5 separate regions of the Mus musculus genome follow, and all the other regions are linked to region 5. The links are chromatin contacts, called in public Hi-C, Micro-C and promoter capture Hi-C maps. All regions are on one chromosome and are shown on one strand. Each heading gives the region's core, a stretch centred on a gene start, on an enhancer-like site or on the middle of the called end of the contact. The rest is flanking DNA. Distances are from core to core; before and after follow the strand shown.

Region 1 (5,104 bases), core at 998-3,497, 130 kb before region 5:
GCTGCTTCTGTAGACCCATTTAAGCATAAGGAAGATCTAATGGTTTCTGAGGGAAGAGGGGACTCCATGGATTAAAAACAATTCACACCAGTGGTGGCACACGCCTTTAATCCCAGCACTTGGGAGGCAGAGGCAGGTGGATTTCTGAGTTTGATGCCAGCCTGGTCTACAAAGTGAGTTCCAGGACAGCCAGGGCGACACAGAGAAACCCTGTCTCGAAAAAAAAAAAAAAAAAAAAAAAAAACAACAACAACAACAACAAAAAACAAACAAACAAAAACAATTCACACCAAGTTTCTCCAGGCTGTTCTGTGAGGGTGCATTTTGTGGTGATCTGTGCCTTGTGGTACTGTGATGAGGTTTTTTTGAAGGCAAGCCCAAATGACCATTTACAGAATGCTTTGTTGTTGTGTGGGATGTCAGGCGCAGGTGAAAAGGAAAAGGAGAGGGCCAAAGGAAAGAGGAACGTCAAGCAAGAAGAAGATGAAGACTATCGCGAGCTTCCTCAAAAGAAGCACAAGCTGTATGGTAGGGTCTGTCCTTCCATGGGAGACCGAGCTTCACCCTTTAAGGCTGTAGAGAAAACGCCTTTGCATTGGAGGCTTGATTGGCTTTGGAGACCCTAGAATTTGAGTGAGGGAATGACCTTCCCCTGCCTTCTCGTGCCCTTTCGCTCAGTCCTGTGGAAAGGAAGGAAGGTCAGGAGGTTGAGGGAGTGGGGCCTACTGCACGGGATAGAAGGAGAAGGGATTTGCGAGATTTCTAAGTTTCCATCTTATGTAGGGAGGAAGCAGCGGCCTAAAGCTCAGCCTCACCCCAAACCCCAGGCTCGTCGGGTCCGGAAGGAGCCGCCAGTCTATGCAGCAGGTACTTATCTCTTTGAATATTCGTGTTATCTCTGTGAGGGATGATGTGCCGGTTGAGGCTGTCACCTATTTCTCCCTCTTTCTTACCTCCCTTCTCTCCCTGTCTCTGTGAGTAATTGAACCCAGCACTTCACTCCTAATGGGCAGGCATCTATCACCAAGCCTCGCCTGCACTTCATGAAGATCACATATGTTGAAGTTTCGGCACTGTATGCCTTCTGAGCTGCCTAGGTCTGTCCCTTGTACAATCCTGGGTTTCCTTGTATGTAGACAGAAAGCATTACAACAATGAAATTTAAAATGACATAAAGACATTTAGCATGGTCTCGGGCACATGAAAAAAATCTCAGATAGCAGTTTTGCCTATCTCAGTATCTTTTTCTTACATCATGATCTGGAAAGTTGTCCCTAGTTCTGATTCACTCCACTGGGCTTGGGAGTGAACAGATGAGTTATTTCATGGGGATGTGGGCCGAAGTTTCTGAAACTCTACAGTGAATGGAAACAAGTTATGTTTGGAAGCCATGTACTGCAAGAGTGTGTTCATCGTCATCAAACCACTTACAGTATTGCCCTCAATTGTGGACTTAAGCTGTCTGTTTCTGAAGAATGCTGCAGATTACAGTGTCCCATTCTTTCCACTGTAGGCAGTATGGAGGAAAAGTGGTACTTAGAGATCATGGATAAAGGCAGTGTGTCCTGTCCTACCTGCCAGGCAGTGGGGAGGAAGACCATAGAGGGTTTAAAGAAACACATGGAAAACTGCAAACAGGTTAGCTATTTTGTGGCATTTCATGACTGTTAGGATTTTTTTTCTAAACTATAGACTTCTGGTACTGTGTGCAGTCTATTATAGCTAACTTGGGGTAGCATTGAATGGTAGAGAAAACAGACTTTGCACGTACAGGCTTGGGTTTGCATGTTTATTTAATTGTACTACTAGTTGCATTTTTAATGTGTATACATGGAATGCAGAAAAAAGTGACAACTGCTTTAATGTGTTCATCGTTGTATATCATTGTGCGCAGACACCTGACCCAAAGAGCTAAAGGGAGGAGCTTGCTTTACATCAGGGTTTGGGAGGGTAGAAGCCCTTCAGTGGCCAGGGAACCAAACTGGCTTCATTGACTCATCTGCAGGTACCATGCACTTGGGTCAGAGCTTCTCACAGGGCAGTTGAATCAGTACTGGAACAGGAGGGAAGCGGGGTCATAACCTACAGAGGCCTGCTCCTAAGTGACCCTGTGCCACCAGCCAGACCTCTCCCCTTCCTAAATGTTCCACAACCTCCCAAAACAGTGACACCAGCCAGGGACCCAGTGTTCCACACACAAGCCTGTGGCAACATCAGGTTCAAGCCAGAGCACAATGAGGAAGTAGTGACGCGTGCTAGTGACTAGCTCAGCTTATGGTGTTTTGTGACTTTCTGTTTCTCCTTTGAACATTCAGGCACTGAGCACTGACCTTTTTTCCTTTCAGGAAATGTTTACCTGCCATCATTGTGGGAAACAACTTCATTCACTGGCCGGAATGAAGTATCACGTCATGGCCAATCATAATAGTCTGGTAAGAGTTTCCTGTGTTCTCTGTGAGCCTGTGTGATGATTATAGATCCACATACACATGCATGCATACATACAAACACACAAATACATATTTATTTAAAGGAAACGTTTTTTAATTAATTTTTAAAAATGCAAGGGATATGGGGAAAACTTTTCTTTATCCACTGGTAGTGGGACTGTGAATTGATGGAGCCACCATGTAAGTCAGTATGGAGATTCCCTCAAAGCCAAAAATAGAACAACCATTCCTGTGCACATAGCTAAAAGACTGTAAGCCACTGTATCAGATACTTGCACCCCAGGTTTATTGCTGTATAATTCATGATCACCAGAAATGATGTAAAAATCCCTCCCTTCTGTCCTTCCTCCCTCCCTCCCTCTCTTTCTTCCTCGGGTTTTGCCCAATAGTCCAGGCTGGCTTGAAACTCACAACTGCAGACTGGCCATGAGTTTGCAGCAATCCTTCTGCCTCAGCTTTCTTACACGCAGGAGCCTATGATCACTGTGTGTATTATTTTACTGCACCCCTGGCTGGCCCTCAAACTCCCTGTGGAGCTGAGGCTGACTTTGAACTCCTAATCCTACTGTGTCTACCTCTCAAGGACTGGGGTTACAGAAGTGTAGCACTGTACCTACCTAGCTGCATGCTCAGTTAACATGTGAGAATGTCAACCTTTTGATCATCAGGGAAAGGAATATTAAAACTGTGGCAAGAAGCAGAGAGTTAAAAGGTTTCACAGTGCACAGGCTTATACAGTTCCAGCTTTTAGAAAGCTGAGGCAGGAGGATAGCTAATACAAGGCCATTTGGCAGGGCTACATAGTGATTGTCTGAAATGATGAATTTTTTTTCTTTTTTCCTCAGAAGGGTAACAATGGGGACAATAGGCTGGGGCCCCTAAAGAGCTTGTGAGCAGTTATCCACAGAAGGAAATACACTCACAAGCAACAGTTCCACTTACAGACTGGAGACCCAGAAACAGCAGGATGAGGATGTGGGAACTGTAACAATGGCATCATGTCAGCTTAGTGAAAACAGCAAAGACATCTCTAGCAGATTAGAGGATGGTGCATGCAAAAGACAGAAAATGAGTGTGATTCAGATACATTGTATGAAATTCCCAAATAATCAATAGAAATATTAGGTTGGGAGAAAAGTAATAAATCTTTAAAAAAAGAAAGCAAAAGAAAGAAGTATCCTAGGCCTGGTTTGTCTGTGTCTACCATGCCACCTCCATCTTGGTATCCTTGTGTCAAGTGAGAGACTAGAAATGTCCAGAAGGCTTCGAGGGCTGAGGGGAGCTCTGTGGAACCTGGGGAAGATGGAGTATCTGGCAGAAGGCTGGCATATAGGAGACCTAAGGCCCAGCTGTAGCTATGACATCTGGGAAGTCCTCCTGGGTAGGAATTCTTGGGGGTGGGTAGAGAGAGCACCCCACCACTGGAGTCTTCTCTGCTGAGAAAAGCATCTCGGAGACTGTAGGCTGGACGGTGAGGACCTCCCATCCAGCCCCAGTGGCTGCATTCAGAGCACTTGTTGCTGGTGCTGTAGCATAGGACGTACAGACTGTCGCACACCCACACCTGGTGCTCCTTCACGCTGCTTGGAAGCCCAGATCAAACAAGCTGTAGCCAGGGCAGCAGGCCATCCGGAAATACTTTCCCAGTTCATGCTGCTGATCCTTGCTGTGGATCTTGGCATGAAGATGCAGGGAGAGGAGCTAGCAAATCACTAGCTTTTCCATCTCAGCTGGGGTTCTGTGTTTGGGTAGCTCTTACTTAGTACAGATAGTTCAGTGAAGCTGGCTCTGGCTCTGTCACGTCATAGGAAACTATGTAAGACTGTTCACTGCTGGAATAGCACAGGATGGAATTTTTGAGCTGGGTTTTCATAGGTACTTGTGTGTTTAAGTTCTCCTCTACTGGGGGTGGGGGTGGGGGGGTAAGAGGTCAGAACTCAGGTATCCATTGCATTTACTTCATGCCATCCAGAAAATGGAGCCAGAACTCAGACTCAACAGCGTCAGTATGGCTCATAGTTAATTTCTTGATTGCTCTGGAGGGGGCTGTTTTGTTTTCTGTTCCTTGGATCACGTTTACTTGCTTCTTTTGACTCCAGCCAATTTTGAAGGCAGGAGATGAAGTAGATGAGCCAAGTGAGAGGGAGAGGCTGCGAACAGTTTTAAAGAGAATGGGAAAGCTCCGGTGCATGCGTGAGGTAAGAGCCGAGGCGGCAGACTGTCCTGGAGTCTCAGGTCTGTCTTCCTGTTGTTCTTTCCCCTTGCTCACCCCTTTCAGGTTTCTTGCTCCTCTGCCCCCTGGTGGCATAGGGTGGAACCTACTTTTCCAGATGTCTTGCAGTTCTTTATTTTTTTCTCCTCTCCACAAGTATATTCCCCATCGTCCTCTTTGCTCGAAGGGGCTTCTTTACCATCCTTTAGTGTGAGGAAGATGATTGTCAGGAGCTCATTCTGTGAGGAGATCAATGTTGCTGGCTAGATAATATCAGGGTGGGATTGGGTCACAGTTCAAGTTCTGACCTGGAGTAGGTGTGTGGTACACTTGCTCAGTGATCACTGAGCTGATTGCCATCTGGCTCATAGGCACACTTGCCAAGGGGAAGGGGCTTGTGGGAAATGTTGGTGAGCGTCTTGTCTCGCTGTCTTTTTGTGGT
Region 2 (4,939 bases), core at 867-3,366, 170 kb after region 5:
GGGCCTCTCTTTCCAGTGATGGCCGACTAGGCCATCTTTTGATACATGTGCAGCTAGAGTCCGAGCTCCGGGGTACTGGTTAGTTCATAATGTTGTTCCACCTATAGGGTTGAAGATCCTGTGTTTCTTAAAAGGTTCCTATGTTGAGGTTTGGTCCCCAGCTTGTGGTGCTATTTAGAAGTGAACGGATCAACAGTGAGTTGACGTGTCAGTGAGGTAACAGTTGGAGAGCCTATCTGGAGTCAGAGCCTACTGGCAGTGGTGACCCTGAAGGGCTTCTCTTGTTATAGACCCTTTTCTTCTGGCTCAGTACACTTACTAGTTCCCACAGGCAAGTAGCTTTCTCCACTGTACCATTCCATCTTGTCTCTCTCGCTGCTGTCTAAAGCAGCAGATCCCACTGACCATGGACTGTACCCCTGAAAGCATAGGCCTGACATGATCTATCCTTCTTTATGCCAATTTCCCAGATAGGTTGTCACAGGAAAATAAGACTCACTAATATGAGGGCGAAGTCTCTTAACTCTTTCTGTGTCACTGATACTGCCTACCAGAGTATGTATATATATATATATGCTTCATATTTTTTGAGTGATTGAGTGGATTTATAAATGAAGACTCTTTCAGAGATGAGTAAAAAAGCCCTGTATCCCATCAGTTTAATGTAGATTTTTCTATTTACATTTTCCTTTTCTTTATTTTCCTTAGGCACAGAGCACTTGATTGCCATCCCCACCTCCCCCACACCCCCAGTTGCTTTCCATTTCAAGACTGTTTTCAGAGTCTACTGAAGGGCGATGTCTCTCTTTCTTCCTTGTAGATGCAGAGCTGCTTGGCATGACTTTCCTTTTCCCTATTTGTGATCGACATTAGACCATTAGCCAGGCATGATCCCAGTACTCAGGAAGCTGAGGTGGGAAGGAAGGGCTAGACATTGATGCTAGTCTCAGCTACATAGTGAGAGCCCACCTCAGAAAAGAATAAAGGTAAGGAGATGTAGCCATCCTTTCGATCTCTCTCACAGCAATGTTTACCTTATAGAAATGGAGACGAAAGTGTGGAGTAGTCCAGAGGTAGCCCTGAGGCCACATGTTTCAGAGAGTGGACACGAACCCAAATTCACCCTGATCCTTAGCACAGCATAAAGAAGATGACAGCAGCAACATCTCATTTGCCACTTTCCTGCAGTTTTGTTCTCCCAGATTCATTTGTTTTGAAAATAAGATTTAATTCTTAACTAGTTTTTAGGACTACAGCCATCATAAAAGATGGAGACAGTCTCTTTTCTTTTTTAATGAGGTCAGTTGCATCACAGTCATTAAAGAAGAGCTGGTAATAGATGGCACTAATGAGACAGCTTCTGAATATGCATTGGGAGATTACAAAGACTAACGCTTTCTGCAGGAGAATATTCATTGCTTATTAAAGTAATGCTAATTTTTAGCAGTTGGTTTAGAATATTGTTATCTTATGCCTTGAAATAAGTATACAAAAATAGGGGTTAAAAGTTCACTTAAAACTTAGTTTAATATCTGAGGACAGGTCATTCTGTGCCATTCATTAGGCTGAATTTCTTAGAATCAGTGACGTAGTAGAATCTTTCAGACACACCTAAGGGTCATGTAGCTTAGTTTTCTGGAAACTGTCCTCTCTTTTCTCTGCCTGTCCCGGGCCAGGACCTTGGGCCTGATAGACATTAGACATGTGCTTTGTCACTGAGATATTTAGTCCTCATTTTACTTTGAGATCGTATATTGCTAAACTGTCCACGCTAGCCTTGGACTCGTGATCCTCTTGCCTCACCTCTTAACTGTTTGCATTGCAAGCATGCATCTGAAACCCTGACTCTGTAAACTGCTAAAAGATCTGTTTTTTTAAAAAAATTTTTTATTGTTATAATTAATTATTATTTACCAAATGGAGATAGGATAGGTATTGTTAAATTAGTTAGGGACTACTGTGTAGAATGTTGCTAACAGGGTATTTAGCATCCGTGTAGAAAGTTAAGGAAGAAAGTGATTTATAGGTATGTTTCTATCTCTCCTCATCTCTCCAAGGTCTTACTCTGGTCCAGACTGGCCTAAGACAACAGTTCTCCTGCCTTGGCCTCCCAAGGGCTAACTGCAGAGAACAGAATGTACTGGCCGATGGACTGAGCACATTTCGCTGGAACTGATCATGGAAAGCTGGGTGGCTTTTCTCTCATACCTTCTTTCATCCCTTTATGTTCTTCCTCCTGCCTCAGGGTTTGCTCCTGTACTGTCCAGGTCTTACTACTTGCCATGTGTAGCAATAGACGCTGACATGTGACCAGTCTGAATTGAAATGTAATGTGTGAAATACATGGCAGATTCTGAAGTGTTATTATTTAAAAAAAAAAGTCATATATCTCATAACTCTTATATTGATTATCTTTTTATATTGATTATCTACTTTTATATTGTTTATATTGTTTCATTTCATGTATGTATATATATATGTGTGTGTGTATATATATATATATATATATATATATATATATATATTAATTTAACCATTGGGATTAATTATCTGTTCAAGATAGGGAAGAGTAAACACCCTCTACCTCATCTTTCTCACCATTTGTAAGTAAATCCCCCAGAATACAGGACATGACTGAGGACTCTGAAGAAGAAATAATTATTGACATATGCAAGAGTTTGGCTCGATCTTGCACGTCTTAAAGCTAACTGAGAGAAGCGCAGATGAAAGCTTCCATGTAACTCTATTTGTTTGATGTTCTGGAAAAGTAACTTTAAAGGGACAAGGGGGAGAGCAGAGGCTGTTGTCAAAGAGGAAGAGGAAGTGTCAAAGTCTAGTCATAAAGGGTTGGAGGAAGGCTGTTCTGGAGAAAGAATTAGTCTGTGCCCTCATGTTGGTGATATTGTACACAGGTATATCTGTGATAATGCAACTTTTGTAACATCTAAAAAGCAAATTTACACATAAAAAAGTTAAAATTAAATTTCATTTGTTTCCATTTTACTCTTTGGTGTTATTGCCAGTGAGTCCAAACGGGTGACTCACACTATTATTTGTACCTTGTGGTGCTCCCATAGTGGAAATGCCAAGTCTGGAGAGAGGGATGCGCTGAGAGGAGGTCTTGTAAGAAGAACAAAGACATGGAGATGGCCCACGTTTAGTTGTCCCTATTTTCATTTTTTTTTCTACAAATGTATTTTCAGTGCCTAGTACATGAAAACTATACTCCTCAGATGTAATTCCTTATAGTCCGTTTTCTTTCATAGCAGAAAAGACACAGTCCTTCAGGACAAAACACGCCTTGTACAATAAAATCATTGCCATATTAATTATTGCTCATCAGTGATGTCTTCCAATTTGTAGGCAAAATGTTATTTGACAAAGCTTTTCAACATATTAATGAGGATATCTTTGGGGTCCATATTCAGGTTGAAAATTACTGAGTTGATATTATTGTTTAAATGTTTTTTTTTTTTCCTCCAAGAGGCACTGATATATTGATCTATGGATATTGTAAAGGTGATGTCCTGGTGGGTGGCCTTTCTTTTTCTCAGCTTGATACAAGCTAGAGTTATCTGGGGAGAGGAACCACAATTGAGAAATTGGTAATTGATAGCAGAGTGTTGTTGAACCCAGATAACTGTATTCAAATTGTCCCAGTGGTGTCAGCAGTGTTCCTTGATACCTGCCCCAATGTTTTGGGTTCTCAAATGAAAGACACACACACACACACACACACACACACACACAGCCTTATATTTTAAAATGGCTTAAACAGCTCAATGGTTGGGCCACTTCCAAACCTCTACATGGCTAAAACACTCCCCTCTGATATTCCTGAGTTATAACTTACTAAAACCTGTATTCCATCTTGGCTGTCCCAGACCCAGACCTTCAACCCTCTCAGGCTGAGTTCCCCAGCACCTACATGATGGCTGTGTTCTCTGTCTGGCACACCCCAGATGTGGCTTCTACTCCTTTCCTGGCATAGCAGCTGTCTCCCTTCCTGCTCCTTCCTCAGTTCCTTGCCCAGGATATAAAGTCCTGTCTCTGTCTCTCTGCCCAGCCATTGGCCGCTGGCAACTTTATTTACCAATCAAAACCAACTGGAGGCAGGGTCCCTCAGTGTCTTATGTGTGGATGTGCAGATTCCCATGCAATTTTGGGGACCAGATTAACATAACACATGCAGGATTAGACCTAATCCACAACATTTCTCCCCTTTTTTGTCCACTAAAAGGGCTTTTTCTCTCAGATATACACGGAACATAGTTATAGCAGTTATGTAAACTATAATGTATGATATACACCAATGATGTCCAGTCCATCAGTTTTTCAATTTAGGTTCATTACTCTAACATATGTCCTAACTTAAAGAGTTTACAATTCTGTACCTGAATTATGTTTTGATTTTAACTTGCATTACTGAAAACTATTCTTTCAAATCTAGATCATCTTCCTTAGTGTTAATAAACTAAGTTTGATTATGAGAAAATAACTAGTCTTCAAGCCAGTCAGAGATCTGAGAACAAACTAAATATTAACTGAATATATAAGAAGCACAAAAACATAGCTTCAAAAACTTAAACAATTTGTAGAGACAACTGACTGCCTGGACAGTTCCCTATTTCTTATAACATTGGGGCATCTGTCTTCAGTCTTCTGGCCAAGAAACCTCTGACAGACCTTAAGTGAAGCAGGAATTATCAAGGACTAGCTTACTCTGTATTGGCAGAGCTAAGCTGTCAACTATCTATCCATCATGTGTCCTTTCCTGGACAGTATTTTTTGTCTGGAATTAGGGCAATTCATGCTCAGTGGCTACCTTGCCACTCTTGGAGCAACTCTACATGAAGATTATGATGCTCAATATCTTCTTTGAACTGTAAAGTGGGTACTGTCAGGAACAGCCATGTCTCCTAGTCAAAAGATCTGTTAA
Region 3 (4,756 bases), core at 1,785-4,284, 250 kb after region 5:
GTCACATTCCAAGTGCAGACACATTTGCTTGGTGGCTTCCCTATCATACAGCATCCTGCTCTGAGGGGAACAAAGGCAACCTTCATGGATGAAGAGCAAAGGTGAAAGGTTGATGCTGAGGGGGAAATGGTCCTGTCGGGGTGAAGGTTAGTCTTTCATGGTTAATGTAGGAGAGGTATGTTGGTTATCACTCCTAATCAAGCTTTATTTTTGAGTCTTTGAGAGCCTTTCAGAGTTTTGTAATAGGTGTCCTTTCTCTCTCTTTTCTGTAGGGTGAGTTAGGCTCCTATCAGCTTTAGTCAGAACAAACTTGGCTCATATAATAGAGCACTGTTGTCTTCATATGATTGATGAAAAATTAGCTCAGAGAAGGTGGTAGCCAGGATGGTTACCCAAGATTATTGTTTGTCTGCCATAAGCATGGTATGGCATGGATTTCAACCCAGAGTGCATCTTGTTTAGGCTGTGCTCTCTACCACGGGCATTTGCCTTAGATGCTCCTTATAGAACAGGCATGGCATCTTTGCATGCAGGAATAAGAATCAGTTCCTAGCATTGTTAGCATTGTATTCATTGCCTGACAGTCCTTCCAGCTTCAGACACATTGGAATGATGAAAATACTTCAAAACAGGATTTTTGGTCTGGGATCCAATAGTAGTGTCAGAAGCATATCTTACCCCCTGCTCATTCTAAATGAGTTCAGTGAGCCACTTGACAGTGGGTGGGCCCCGGGTTGGTACTCGGTATTTATGATTCTGTGTATCTGTTGTCTTGTAGACAAGGTGGGTAATCCAGAAGCTGTCTCACTAGAAGTGTATTATAGTCTGTCCAAGAAAATTTACTGCTACCTTTTAACAATTTTATCATGAAAGAGCAAGGTTCACAAGCCTCATTAAAGCTGTGCAAGATCTGTTTTCCAAGCTGAATAGCATTAGGCAAGGGCCTACAATAATTTTAGAATGATTCAGTCTTCTTGTCATCATGCCTGATGTTGCAAACCTGGATACCAGCATGAGGCTACTAGTCACCATTTTTCAGAATCATCCTTTTAAATGACCCCAGTGCTCTAATATTGACCTGATAATTGATCCATAGACCCACATGCTTGGGAGTTACCACAAGGGACTGACATTTATGTTAGGGCACTCTGGCAATCCATAATTGTAGATAACCCATACTTGATGACACAGAGCTAAAAGTTCAAGTTACTTTATTTACTTCACTAGCACACTAGCAGTGCTTCATTATTAGATAATAACAGAGCACATTAAGGCAGATTAATTTCACTAGGAGTGTGAGAGAAAGCCATGCAAAATGAAAACCTACGAAGCAGAAAACTGATTCATTTGTAAGTATTGCTGCTGTGATAACACTTTTTCGCTTTAAAGTTATATTCTGGCCTTTAAATTAATTTTCTTTTTTTATTTTAATTAGGTATTTTCTTCATTTACATTTCCAATGCTATCCCAAAAGTCCCCCATGCCCCCCCACTCCCCTATCCACCCACTCCCACTTCTTGGCCCTGGCTTTCCCCTGTACTGGGGCATATAAAGTGTGCAAGACCAAAGGGCCTCTCTTCCCAGTAATGGCCAAATAGGCCATCTTCTGATACATATGCAGCTAGAGACACAAGCTCTGGTGGTACTGGTTAGTTCATAATGTTGTTCCACCTATAGGGTTGCAGTTCCCTTTAGCTCCTTGGGTACTTTCTCTAGCTCCTCCATTGGGGGCCATGTGATCCATCCAATAGCTGACTGTGAGCATCCACTTCTGTGTTTGCTAGGCCCCAGCATAGCCTCACAAGAGACAGCTATATCAGGGTCCTTTCAGCAAAATCTTGCTAGTCTGTGCAATGGTGTTAGCGTTTGGAGGCTGATTATGGGATGGATCCCCGGGTATGGCAGTCTCTAGATGGTCCATCCTTTCGTCTCAGCTCCAAACTTTGTCTCTGTAACTCCTTCCATGGGTGTTTTGTTCCCAGTTCTAAGAAGGGGCAAAGTGTCCACACTTTGGTCTTTGTTCTTCTTGAGTTTCACGTGTTTTGCAAATTGTATTTTATATCTTGGGTATTCTAAGTTTCTGGGCTAATATCCACTTATCAGTGAGTACATTATTGTGTGAGTTCTTTTGTGATTGGGTTACCTCACTCAGGATGATGCCCTCCAGGTCCATCCATTTGCCTAGGAATTTCATAAATTCATTCTTTTTAATAGCTGAGCAGTACTCCATTGTGTAAATGTACCACATTTTCTGTATCCATTCCTCTGTTGAGGGGCATCTGGGTTCTTTCCAGCTTCTGGCTATTATAAATAAGGCTGCTATGAACATAGTGGAGCATGTGTCCTTCTTACCGGTTGGAACATCTTCTGGATATATGCCCAGGAGAGGTATTGTGGGATCCTCCAGTAGTACTATGTCCAATTTTCTGAGGAACCACAAGACTGATTTCCAGAGTGGTTGTTCAAGCTTGCAATCCTACCAACAATGGAGGAGTGTTCCTCTTTCTCTACATCCTCGCCAGCATCTGCTGTCACCTGAATTTTTGATCTTAGCCATTTTGACTGGTGTGAGGTGGAATCTCAGGGTTGTTTTGATTTGCATTTCCCTGATGATTAAGGGTGGTGAACATAACAGAAAAAAACCAATGCAAGGACGGAAACCACGTCCTAGAAAAAGCAAGAAAGTAATCCTTCAACAAACCTAAAAGAAGAGAGCTACAAGAACAGAATGCTAACTCTAACAACAAAAATCATAGGAAGCAACAATTACTTTTCCTTAATATCTCTTAATATCAGTGGACTCAATTCCCCAATAAGAAGACATAGGCTAACAGACTGGCTAAATTAATTTTCTAAAGAGATACTAGCTGCACATTGAGAGTCTGCTCTGTGATGGTGACTGCTGCTCTGGCTTGTCCCCAGAAGCAACAACAACTGGCAGCTGTAGGAACTTTAGTTATAAGATTGTGCCTTAAGAGGTCTTCCCACTGCTGGTTCAGTTTTACTTGCCCCTTGTTTTCTTAAGTCTAGACAGCTGGTTCTTTCCTTTCTTAGATAAGGGATGGGCAACTTTTCTTGTATACAGCTATGGCTGCTGGCCAAAGTCCTTGACTTGGGTGGTTTTTTCCAAGGACACTTGTCTTTTACTAATCTGGTAGAATGTTTTATTAAAAAAATAATTTTCCATGTTTGTGCTTTATTTTGCAATAGAAAGATAAGATGATTTTTTTGTTTTCGTTTTTGAGACAGGCAGGGCCTTATTCTGTAATCCTGGCTAGCCTATAAGTATGTCAACTGAGTTGGCTTTGAACTTAGAGATCAACATGTGCCTTTCTCTGCCTCCTGAGTGCTAGGAAAGGTGTATACTACCATGCCCAGCTGTAAACAGAGGCCTTAAAATGCAGTGCAACGGGGGATTGGGGATTTAGCTCAGTGTTAGAGCATTTGCCTAGCAAGCGCAAGGACCTGGGTTCAGTCCTCAGCTCTGGAAAAAAAAATGCAGTGCAACACTGAATGTATAGGTTTTAAGGAATTATGGCACCTACATGTGCTTTGCCTAGTTTTGCTTGAGAAGCCTAGTGCTGTGAATTCTGTATTATTGTAAAAAATATGCTGCAGGGGCATCTTTGGAAAGGAATTCACCCATGCATTTAATAATTAAACTGTGATATGAGTTGGGGATTCTACTTTAAACACACACACACACACACACACACACACACACACACACAGTGAATAAGGTCTGTTTTCACTGTGCTCATCAGTTATATCAGCAATTCAACAAAATAAAAACGTGTTTACTTTTTTAGTATACTGTATAGGAATACTATTGCAAAGATGTATATCTAAAGCTATTAATATTCTTCTTACTAAACATTTGTCAGTAAGTAGGATATTAGTTATCAGTATACTTTAATTTATTACTTCCTGACTTAAAACTGTGTGCTTCCATCACAACCCAGTTGCTGTGGGTTAGCTGCCAGGTTCCATGTGGGCCTGTTTTGTGATTGCAGCCAGTTTTAATGGCGGCACTTTTAGTCATTCGAAGTGTTTTTAGGATGAGAGGACCCATTTTCATGATGTCTTTTGTCAGGAGATCTAATGGTTGTTGACCCAACTGCAGGCCTCTCCATCAGCAGGTTGATTGTTTTAATAGCATGGTAACTGATTGAAGAGTGGAGAGGAGGGGAGAGGAGGGGAGAAGGAGAAGAGAGGGGAGGAGAGGGGACAGGACAGGGGAGGAAAGGAGGAGAGAGGAGGGGAGGGAGAGGAGAGGAGGGAAAGGAGGGGAGGAGAAGGTTAAGTGAGGACTCCCTGCATGGCCTTTAATGGGCTCATGTCTGAACTCATTGCCCTTGGTTTTCTTCTGTTCACTACATCAGAAGTTCAGTACAGAAAGTGGTGGGCAGGGCAGGGTGGGGAAGCAGCAAATACAGTTATCTTAGTCCAGGTTCAGCACACTCCTTAAATCCCAGCATACGCCTTTAATTGACTCTGGAGGCAGAGGCAGGCAGATCTCTGTGAGTTCAAGGGAAGCCCAGTTTACAGAGTGAGTTCCAGAACAGCCAGGGCCACACAGAAAAGAAAAGAAAACAAAACAGAGAAAAGAAGTTTGGTCCAGCCCACACTTAAGAGGACTAGGATACTACTCAGTTAAACGTGTCAAAGAAGCTGCAGATATATGTTTAGACTACAAGGGTATAAAGAAGGTGGGTGGAACAATGGACCCTGGGATCTGGGAGTTCCTGAGTATCAC
Region 4 (4,741 bases), core at 991-3,490, 230 kb after region 5:
TTCACACCCACTTCCTTACCCTCCCAGCTTTGTGGGTTTTTTCCTCCCACAAATGAAGTCAGTCTGTGCTACTCCTGTGTCCTTGGACGTGTGGCCTTCTGTGAAAGGCAGTGACTTATGGGAGCTATACTTTCCTTCCCAGTATATCTCCCAGCAGCTGTTACTTGTAGACAGTTCCTTGACTAAATGTGGGAACCCATGCCCAGCCCCTCTCTCTATGCTGGGGTTCATCTGGCTTTAGATGGCACAGGCCTTATGCATGCTGTCACAGCTGCTGTGAGTTCCTCTGTGCAGCTGCTTTGCTGTGTCCAGAAGATACAACCTCAGGTTGTCACACTCTTTCTATCTCCCTTTCTGCAATGATCCATGAACCCTAGGAGAAGGGAAGTTACAATATAGGTGTCTGATTTAGGGATGGGTGTTCTATAATCTTTGAATCTCTGTACCTTGACCAGTTGTGGGTCTCTTTGGTACTTACCATCTATTACAAATAGAAGTGCCTCTGATGAGAGACAAGTCATATGTTAGCTAGTATGTGTCTCTAGGCCAAGTGGGCAGGCTAGTGAAAGAACCATTATTGGAAGTAGTTTTAGCATATTTTTTTTATCAAACATGTCATATTGGAGTTCACTGTGTCAAAATTTCAAGCCACGCTAAATGCTTGCAGTGAGAGAGGGTGGGAGACTCCGGGTCTCACATAGCTTTGTTGCCTTTGCTTGCATAGAGGCCTTGGAATCCTGAGATCACTGAATAGTTTGCTTAGAAACAGTGCTTACCTTGAGTGCATGAAGCCCTGAGTATGTTCCCTGGTAAAACACCCTCTCTCTCTCTCTCTCTCTCTCTCTCTCTCTCTCACACACACACACACACACACACACACACACACACACTCACACACTCACACATAAACATACATACACATTCACACACACACACACACACACTCACACATAAACACACATTCATACTCATGCACATATACACACATACACAAAGCAATTAACTGGAGTTATTATTTATAGCTTAAGTGTTTTAAATTTCTAATTACTGAAAATATTAATTGATAATATTTGTGAACTTTCAAGAGATTAGAAACTTTCCTGGGTTTATATTGATGTATTGCTCCACGTTAGAGGAAGTTTGGTCTTTGTATGGACTTGCACACATCCTGTAATGGATGTCAGCATACATGGTGGTAAGTTACAGAGTCAGGACGATGGTATGAATGCTTAGGAAAGCAGATAAGTCTCAGGGGCAAGGTGGTCTCTTCCTATTTCAGTTTTTTTTTTTTGAGAAATAATATCCATTCATGTATTCTTTTCATTTTTTTTAAAAACCCAATACTACTTTAAAATGTTTTCATGCATTAAAATGAAGAGTTCTTTCATTAAAACTGTGCCCCTTTAATAGTTTAAGGATTCTTTTTAATTCTATCCTACTTTCCAACCTTATTTTTCTGTCTTGTGTTAGGAAACCCTAATAGGAGTTGTCTGTATATTGAATTTTTTCTTGGACATAATTGTTACTTATCAATCTGTTGTATATTTTAATCCTTTTTTCTCCTTACAGACTGGTGAATTTTCAGCTCGTTTTCTATTGAAGTTACCAGTAGATTTCAGCAACATTCCCACATACCTTCTCAAGGTAAAACTATGTATTATCAATAAGAGAATGCAAATCAGAATAAAATAAGAGAATACGAATACTGTGATCGTTTAGCTCAATATTTGTATGCCTTGTTTCTTCTTATTTTGTTCCAGATAGTGAATTCTAATAAGATGCTTAGTGCAGGAAAATCCGTTGGAATTGTTTTCTTCAGCTACTGTACTAACCTTAAAAGTTGTTTAGGCGTGAGGTTTTTGTTCAAGGTGATTATACATTAGTAGTGTAAATAAATTACACTTGGGAAAATCAGTTTGATTTAGTAATCTTACTGGGATGGAAGACTCATAGATTTTGTCCAAGGCATTCTACATATTAAAAATGCTTAAAAGGCATTTCAACTTCTTTATGTCAGCAACTGAACTCAGGTACCTTCAAAGTTGGGCTATCTCAGAGATTCATTAAACTAATTAGAACAGTATATATAGCATTTGTTAAAGTGAGATAGAGGCCCAGGGAACAGCTATTTGAAAGAGTTCCTTACATGCTCCATAGAGAAGAGGTAGTCTTCAAAAGACTACTTGTGGCTAGTGAAAGAAACCACATAGATCAGAGAGCAAGTTCTGAAAAGGAAATGCTAAGGCAGAGGCCCAGCCTACTCAGGTGAGGATTTAAGACTTGGCAGGCTGCCCTCAGTTCTTTCAGCCTGTCCTTCTTTAGTTTCAGTCTAATCTTTAAATGTCTCTGCCGTATTGTTTTGTGGTTTCTTTTCTGTGTAGCCCTGGCTGTCCTAGAACTCAATTTGTAGACCTAGCTGGCCAGGAACTCTGATATCCACCTGTCTCTGCCTCCCAAGTTTTAGAATTAAAGGCATGTACCACCACTGCCAGGCTGAAATTTTTGCCTTCTTAATTTGATGTTGTTCCAGAACTGATTGGATTTTAACTGCTGAGGGAAAAGAAATTAGTAATATCAGCCAGACTCTAGTAATGGCTAGAAACTTGCTGTGCTCTTTGAAGAGCATTTGCATTGGGAACTCCTTGGCATGCTGCTTATATTTGGATGTTCTAACACCTAATTCTTAGGTCTGCAACTGTTTCTGTTGGAATACAAATAAAGTTAACTCTTTGAGCTCCTGGGGTTAGCATATGCTTTGTCATGATGATAGCAGGTTGCCTCACTTTGCCCAATAATTAGCTGGTGAAGCAGAACTTGTGAGCACTGAGATAGCATAAGACAGCCTGCTGATTTGCAGCAGTGAGCCTCATTGCATTATGGAAGGTAACTCACCATCTACTCTTAAGTTCATATTACCAATGATAACAAATACACTTACTAATGGAGTTTTTGATGTTAGGATGTGTGATTTAATAAATATTCTATGATATGATTTCACTTTTTATTGTAAGTGGAAATGGCTCTTAACATGATAATATCTAACTTAAAACCCTGAATTTTACTTTGGTTGAGCTAAGTCAAGGGCTTAGATAAATGAATTACTCAAGTAAAAACTCAATCAGTAGAAAAACAGTTTTCTAGCTGCTACTCTTTATTTTCAAGCGCTAGAAATTGAACACAAACTCAGGTAAAGTAAAGGGAAAAATGCACTCTGCTTCTGGAGTCTGTCTGCACAGCAGCACACTAGCCCGCCCTTTCACAGGTTTCAGTTCGTGTGGATTGACCTTCCAAGTCTGTTTCTTTCAGGCTCAGTTCTCTACCCTATTTGATGTGCTTGTAGGGAGAAATTGTGGTCCATAGGACAGTAGAGAGGCCACTAATCATTGAAGTGTGATTATTCATCATAGTATTTCAACAAAGAAAGATTATTTTGTAATTATATACATCTGACCATGTAGTGACAGGCTCTGTGTCTGAATCCATGAATTTAGCCAAACAAAGATGAAATATTTGGAAAAAAATGGACGTCTACTGAGTGTGTACAGGTTCTTTGTTGGAGGAGGGTTATAATTACTCCATAATATGGTTTAGCAGTTATTTGTAAGACTAGATATTTGAAGTCTACGGGAGGATGCACATATATAATAGGCAAAATACTCTATCATTTTATGTCAAAAACCTAATTCTCAGGCAGATTTTGGCATCCATGTGGAGTCATGGAACCAGTCCCACAAAGATAGTCAGGTATGACTTGTCTCTTTCTTGTAAGAAAGAGTCAATCATTAGAAGATACTGCTCTTAAATTTGTTAGAGTGAAAACTGGCTCTACAGTCTTATTTTTACTATTTGTTTTGTGTGAAATACTAACCCTAACAATATAATACTAAAAGTGCATCGTCTTTTTCCTATTGTTTTCCTAAAACCTACACTTTGTAATGAAAGAAAAGATTCTAATTTTCCTACTAAATTTTTTCATTAATTCAATATGAAGTATTCAAATTCCTCCTCTCTCCTGTCTCCAAGAGGATGCTTCCCCACACCAAACCTCCTGCCTCCCTGGGCCTCAAGTCTCTCCAGGATTAGGCACATCTTCTCCCACTGAGGACAGGCCAGGCATTTTCATTTCTGATTTTGTTAATTTGGATACTGTTTCTGTGTATCCAAGATACACAGGCTAAGGGTTTATCTAGCTTGTTGATTTTCTCAAAGAGCCAGCTTTTTTGTTTTTGTTGATTTTTTTTTTTTAATCATTTTCTTTGTTTCCAATTGGTTGATTTCTGGCCTGAGTTTGATTATTTCCTGCCATCTACTCCTCTTGGTTGTGTTTGCTTCTTTTTATTCTAGAACTTTCAGGTGTGCTTTTAAGTTGCTAGTGTAGGATCTCTCCAATTTCTTTCTTTTTTTTTTTTTTTGGTTTTTCGAGACACGGTTTCTCTGTGTAGCTCTGGCTATCCTGGAACTCACTCTGTAGACCAGGCTGGCCTGGAACTCAGAAATCCGCCTGCCTCTGCTTCCCAAGTGCTGGGATTAAAGGCGTGCGCCGCCCGGCCCAATTTTTTTATGAGTGCACTTAGTTCAATGAGTTTTCCTCTTAGCACTGCTTTCATTGTGTCCCATAAGTTTGGCTATGCTGTTTCTTTGTGTTCATTAAATTCTAGAAAGTCTTTAATTTCTTTCTTTATTTTTTTCCTGACCAAGTTATTATTGAGTAGGGAGTTGTTCAGTTTCCATGGGTATGTGA
Region 5 (4,951 bases), core at 1,368-3,867:
CTCCAGTCACCCTCCCAGTCTGCCTGCTGCTCCTGCTCACAGGGCCACCTCATTATGGTTTTTCTGAGCTCCTGCACTTTCCTTGTTCTGCAGCACTGGCTTGCCTAATTCGCATGTCCTCTTTTACTTACTGTTGTTCCTTTGAGAAGGGTTGGGGGTGCCAGGGTGGCTTACTCAGCTCTACAGGGGCTTGTGACTAGTGGGGACACATTGACACATTGAGGTGCTCTCCTACTGGCTTCACATGAGCCCTGGAGCCAACCCCACAGTGGGTAGCACTGTGTCCACAGGACGCTGAGGAAATCTAGCATTCAGCCAACAGCTTGAAGCCTCAGGTCTACTTGCCTAAAAGGAAGGAAGGATGCTTCCTGTCCTTCTGAGACAATTAGGAACACTTAAGAAGGAATGCATTGTAAAGGTAGAGCAAGGGGCAGAGGGAGGTAGCACAGTGGATTCTGGTGCTGGGCATCTTCAGCACACAGGAAACAATGAGTTCCAGACAAACCTAGGATATATAGACTCTGCCTCAAAAAGCTATCTCCTTCCCCAAACCCCAAATGTATAGAGCAGAGTCAGAAAGGGGGTTAGAAGAAATTGAATCACCAGCAAGAGAACCTGGTTGAGTACTCAAGTCTGGAGAGGCTTTCAGCTCTCAGAAGGGGCTCAAAGAGAGTATGACCTTCAACAGACCTGCAAGTGCTGCACATCTCTGTCTAATCCATGAGCTTGCAGCCCAAGTTTCCCAGAATGTAGAAAAAGTTCAAACACATAGTTCTTGAGGTGACATTGGTAGCCCTTGATCTCACAGGTGAAAGAAGTAGTTCTTGCCTGCCTGGAACTCAGAGATCTGTTGGCCTCTGCCTCCCAAGTGCTGGGATTAAAGTCATGTTTCACCCAGCAAGAAGAATACCAGCTAGGACTCTAACTCAGATCTCACTCTGGGATCCCCTCAGCTCCCTGGGTCTGGTGATCTATGTAGGAAGAATTTAGAAAACGGGCTGGTAGGTAAATGTCTCATCAGGTAAATGTTTGCAACCCAAGCCTAGCAATGTGAGTTCAAATCTCTGGAATCCCTATTAACACAGAGAGAAATGATTCCGTAAAGTTGTCCTCTCGTCCCATACGTGCCTGTGACAAGCACAAGCATGCCCACAAACATAATCAGACAAGCAGCACAAACCTCAACCTAGAAGATAGAATCTAGCACGGAGAAGGTGAGAGGGGGCTAAGAGACCATTGTTGAGGGAAACACTGAGGGGGCGAGCTGGACAATGCCCAGAGAGACCAGTATTTCAACCTACATTTTAGGTTGGCTTTATGCTCGTTCTTACAGTTTCTGGAACAGACAGCTTCCTAAGGGCATTTCCTTATCTAGGTGTTTGACAGGCTCAATTGGATTAGCTCTGAAGGGACAATTAGTACGCCTTTGCTCTTTACCAGAAAACCTCTAGCTAGATAGTAATCGTATGGTCGTTTGGACAGTTTCAGAATGTCATGGCTCCACCCGGGCCTGCTCTTCTAACCTGTAATCTAAGTTCTGCAGCTTTGGTTCCTCACTTTACAAGATGCTGATGATGAGGGAGGAGCCCATCCTTGGCTTTCAAGCCTTCTAGAACCTGACTAACAGCAATGTATATCAGTAAAAGACATGAACTGGGTATGGTAGAGAACACCTGTAACCCCAGCACTTAATAGGCTGAGGCAGGAGGGTTACTGTGTGATCAGGGGCTAGTCTTGTTTACAGAGTAAGGTCCTATCTCAGCAAACATCTTCATGATAATAACAATAATAATAATTTAAAAATAGAGAAATTGTGTGTAATGATAGCTAATATAGCCTTTGAGTCAAGTATATTGTCATAGGTTCTTTTTCTTTTAATTAAGAAAAAGTTGTGGGGCACATGCCTTTAGTCCCAGCACTGAGGAGTCAGAGACAGGACAGCAGGGTTACATGGGGCTGGGGTGATGGCTCAGCAGTTAAGTATACTTATTGACTGCTCTTCCATAGGACCTGGGTTCAATTCCTAGCACCCACATGGCAGCTCACAAGGGCCTGCAACTCCAGCTCTAGGAGATCTGACTCCCTCTTCTGGCCTCTTCCAGAACCAGAGTTGTGAGCAACCTGATGAGGTGTTGGAAGCAAACCAGGGTCTTGCAAGAGTAGTAAGCACTGTTAACTACTGCGCCATACCTCTAGTCCTAAAAAGCCTTTTAAAATATTTTTAACATTTATTTATTTGTTTAGTGTGTGTGTGTGTGTGTGTGTGTGTGCGCGCGCATGTGCGTGTTTGCACATCACCCCCAGATGTCACAGGCCTACATGTGGAGGCTAGAGGACGACTTGCAGGAATCTATTTTCTTTCTCTACCATGTGGGTACCAGGGATGAAGCAATGTCAGGAGAGTGGGGAGGACTCTGGCAGCTGAGCACTTCTTTTTCCATGGATTTGAATCTAAAGAGAGACTGTTGGGTGGAGCCTGGCTGGAAGGAGAGAGACAGCCTCCCCCAGATTTCCAGCTGCCCCAAGTGGTTGCCTCACAGGCTGTTACTTAACTCTCCTTACCACTTCCTGGGGTGGGGAAGGGAAGGGTGGAGTGTAGCAGCTGATGCAACAGGCCAAGCAAAGCTGCTGTTGTTCTTTGAGGACAGAGGCAAGGCCAGCAGGGTTGGGCTGTCCTGGGCTGCAGCTGTAAGACTCCGCTCTCTGAAAGGTCTCAGCTTCCTCTTCTTGCTGTCTTTATTACTGAAATGGGGCTCACCCTCTGACCCTCTAAATTTCTCTGTTAGGATTCACCTGCATTCATTCACAACTTCATTAACTTGAAGCCATGTCTGCTGGGAACACATGCAGTGGGGTGTTCAGAAGGGGACAGGCTGATTGGAGGACCTGCTCCCACTAGATCATGCTTCCCAGGAGTTCTTCCAGGGGGAAATGGATCCAGCCAGAGGGATCAGAATGTGTCAGATCCAAAAATGTCTTCTGTAGTGCCAACAGCTTCAAAACACACCTTGGGGAATGCACTTTCTGTTTAAGGACACATCTAGCCATTAGAAATGAGCTATGTGTCATTTTCTCTTTTCCATTACACATACAAACACACACACGCACACACACACACACACGTGTAGCTGGGGTGATGTTTCAGTCCAGTGTATCTTAGATGTGCGTGCATGCTTGTGTGTGTGTGTGTGTACATATATATGTATGTATGTATGTATATATGTATATATATATGGGGCATGATGGCTCAGTGGGTAAAGGGCACTTGCCACAATAGTGTAGCAATCACTTAAATTCAATTTCTGAGGCCTAGATACAGGTAGAAGGAGAGAATAAACTTCATAATGCTATCTTCTGACTTTCACTGAAAAGAAAAGAAGCTGTGGAGGTACACAGAATTTGGCTGACCAGTAAGTTCCTAGGATCTATTGTATCTTCCCATGCCCAGTGCTAGGGGTCCAGATATGCCTGGAATTATTATTATTATCATTATTATTATTACTACTATTATTTATAGGCATTCAGATATAGCTCCTTGAGCAAGAGCAGTAAGCGCTTTACCCCCTGAGCCATCTCAGCAGCACCTAGAACATATATGTTGAATGTAACATATAGAATTCTGTCCTGTGTGGGAAAATTCACTTCTAAATCTTTCCCCAAGTCAGTTCATTCTGAGATGATTAATTTGGTTAATATATGATTGGCCCCTTTTCTCCTTGGCATCGAATAACTAAATTTAGAAAGAAGCCTTGAGCAAGGTAGCTTATAATTTAAGTGCACATTTTATGATTATACACTTGTTCACATACAGGGGTATGCAATCAAATGTGATCATCTGGACAGCCTGAAATAGAGCAATTATGGTGTTAGTGCAGTGGGGCAGGAGCTGGGGGCCTTCTTGTGTCAGCCATCACCCTGATTTATGGATGGTTTTATCTCATTAACCTTTAAGTCCGGAGCTCATGAGTGACTCTTGGAACTGCAACCTACGTGGAGGCAACCGTGTAGTTCTCCACATACCAAACTGAATTGGCCCAGCCAGCACGAGTCATAGACAGCATCTTCGGAAAGGCTTTGCATCCGGCTGGAGAAGGACCCCACTTCTCTCTCTTACCAAAGGCTTTGCCTCCTTTTGTTTCAGATCACTAGTTGAAGCAAGGACCCTGGCTTTCCCTTCTAGCTGAGTACCAGATTACATTTAGGCCATTTGAATCTTTAAAAGCTGCTTCCTCCAAAGAGATGGTGGCTTAGTTAAGATTACTACTGCTGTGATGAAACACCATGATCAAAGCAACTTGGGCAGGAGAGGGTTTATTTGGCTTAGGCTTCCACATCAAAGGAAGTCAGGACAGGAACCTAGAGGTAGAAGCTGATGCAGGGGCCATGGAGGAGTGCTGCTTACTGGCTTGCTCACTCATGGCTTGCTTAGCTTGCTTTCATACAGAAACCAGGGATAGCGCCACCCACAATGGCCTCGGCTCTCCTCCATCAATCAGTAATTAAGAAAAGGCTCTACAGCCGGATCTTATGGAAGCAGTTTCTCAGTTGAGGTTCCCTCCTTTCAGATGACTCTAGCTTGGGTCAAGTTGACATAAAACTAGCAAAGGCAGAAGGAAATAGATGTGGATTGTTGTGACAATCCTTGTTTGGATCCGATGTTGCAGGGTCCTGTGGATGGCGACAGCCTAGGAGAGCACCACTGTGCACCTGCTGGGAGGATTAGGGCAGTTGCAGTGAAGGGTGCCTGCTCCCACTGTGGCTGGAGACAGACTGGCTTCCCTTACCCAGTTCTTGCTTCTGGGACTCAGCATTTACAGAACTGTCACAGGGACCAAGCCCCAGGGCAAAAGCGGTTATAGCTTTTCTTCTTCATGCAGCTCCACAAGTCTCCAAGTGAGTGAGTGAGCTTGCTACTTTTTGTGACTGGGTTGAGGTGATGGTCTGGGTGGAC

The links. Hi-C and Micro-C count contacts between places; a contact is called where the count stands out from the background. Capture Hi-C pulls out chosen DNA fragments and counts their contacts.
Region 1: a promoter capture Hi-C map of adipose tissue shows a contact between it and region 5. The contact joins two enhancer-like sites. A contact is called at or near these places in 2 of 115 datasets of contacts at active chromatin or transcription factors (effector CD8 T cells and memory CD8 T cells) and 3 of 9 other capture datasets (adipose tissue, liver and pancreatic islet).
Region 2: a contact with region 5 is called in a promoter capture Hi-C map of adipose tissue. The contact joins two enhancer-like sites. A contact is called at or near these places in 2 of 484 Hi-C or Micro-C datasets (embryonic stem cells and granulocyte-monocyte progenitors), 5 of 115 datasets of contacts at active chromatin or transcription factors (effector CD8 T cells, embryonic stem cells and memory CD8 T cells) and 2 of 9 other capture datasets (adipose tissue and liver).
Region 3: a Micro-C map of granulosa cells shows a contact between it and region 5, with 2.5 times the contacts expected there. The contact joins two enhancer-like sites. A contact is called at or near these places in 2 of 39 promoter capture datasets (the C10 cell line and macrophages), 4 of 484 Hi-C or Micro-C datasets (CD8 T cells, embryonic stem cells, granulosa cells and 1 more), 10 of 115 datasets of contacts at active chromatin or transcription factors (acute myeloid leukemia, embryonic stem cells and memory CD8 T cells) and 1 of 9 other capture datasets (adipose tissue).
Region 4: a Hi-C map of CD8 T cells shows a contact between it and region 5, with 1.6 times the contacts expected there. The contact joins two enhancer-like sites. A contact is called at or near these places in 8 of 484 Hi-C or Micro-C datasets (the C10 cell line, CD8 T cells, bone marrow-derived macrophages and 4 more), 5 of 115 datasets of contacts at active chromatin or transcription factors (acute myeloid leukemia, embryonic stem cells, memory CD8 T cells and 1 more) and 1 of 9 other capture datasets (adipose tissue).

Annotation. Positions count from the first base shown.
Region 1 is chr5:31,465,809-31,470,912 of GRCm38.p6, forward strand. Zfp512 (zinc finger protein 512) reads left to right here. Exons shown (of 14, transcript NM_172993.3): 4 at 424-528; 5 at 784-867; 6 at 1,514-1,638; 7 at 2,346-2,432; 8 at 4,550-4,648. Among named protein-coding and RNA genes, the nearest start is that of Zfp512, 16 kb to the left of the region's middle. Within about 2 kb of position 2,248, at least 57 of the 459 cell types and tissues checked have an H3K27ac peak or open chromatin away from gene starts, as enhancers often do. A contact at or near this core is called in adipose tissue, where this site is marked.
Region 2 is chr5:31,769,950-31,774,888 of GRCm38.p6, forward strand. The region is part of intron 3 of Babam2 (BRISC and BRCA1 A complex member 2); the gene reads left to right. Among named protein-coding and RNA genes, the nearest start is that of Babam2, 74 kb to the left of the region's middle. Within about 2 kb of position 2,117, at least 4 of the 459 cell types and tissues checked have an H3K27ac peak or open chromatin away from gene starts, as enhancers often do. A contact at or near this core is called in adipose tissue, where this site is marked.
Region 3 is chr5:31,846,162-31,850,917 of GRCm38.p6, forward strand. The region is part of intron 6 of Babam2 (BRISC and BRCA1 A complex member 2); the gene reads left to right. Among named protein-coding and RNA genes, the nearest start is that of Gm52770, 150 kb to the right of the region's middle. Within about 2 kb of position 3,035, at least 7 of the 459 cell types and tissues checked have an H3K27ac peak or open chromatin away from gene starts, as enhancers often do. A contact at or near this core is called in granulosa cells, where this site is marked.
Region 4 is chr5:31,829,516-31,834,256 of GRCm38.p6, forward strand. Babam2 (BRISC and BRCA1 A complex member 2) reads left to right here. Exons shown (of 12, transcript NM_144541.1): 6 at 1,570-1,644. Among named protein-coding and RNA genes, the nearest start is that of Babam2, 130 kb to the left of the region's middle. Within about 2 kb of position 2,241, at least 38 of the 459 cell types and tissues checked have an H3K27ac peak or open chromatin away from gene starts, as enhancers often do. A contact at or near this core is called in CD8 T cells and memory CD8 T cells, where this site is marked.
Region 5 is chr5:31,599,989-31,604,939 of GRCm38.p6, forward strand. All of the region lies in intron 2 of Gm38424 (a long non-coding RNA gene), which reads left to right. Among named protein-coding and RNA genes, the nearest start is that of Gm38424, 5.5 kb to the left of the region's middle. Within about 2 kb of position 2,618, at least 197 of the 459 cell types and tissues checked have an H3K27ac peak or open chromatin away from gene starts, as enhancers often do. A contact at or near this core is called in CD8 T cells, adipose tissue, granulosa cells and 1 more, where this site is marked.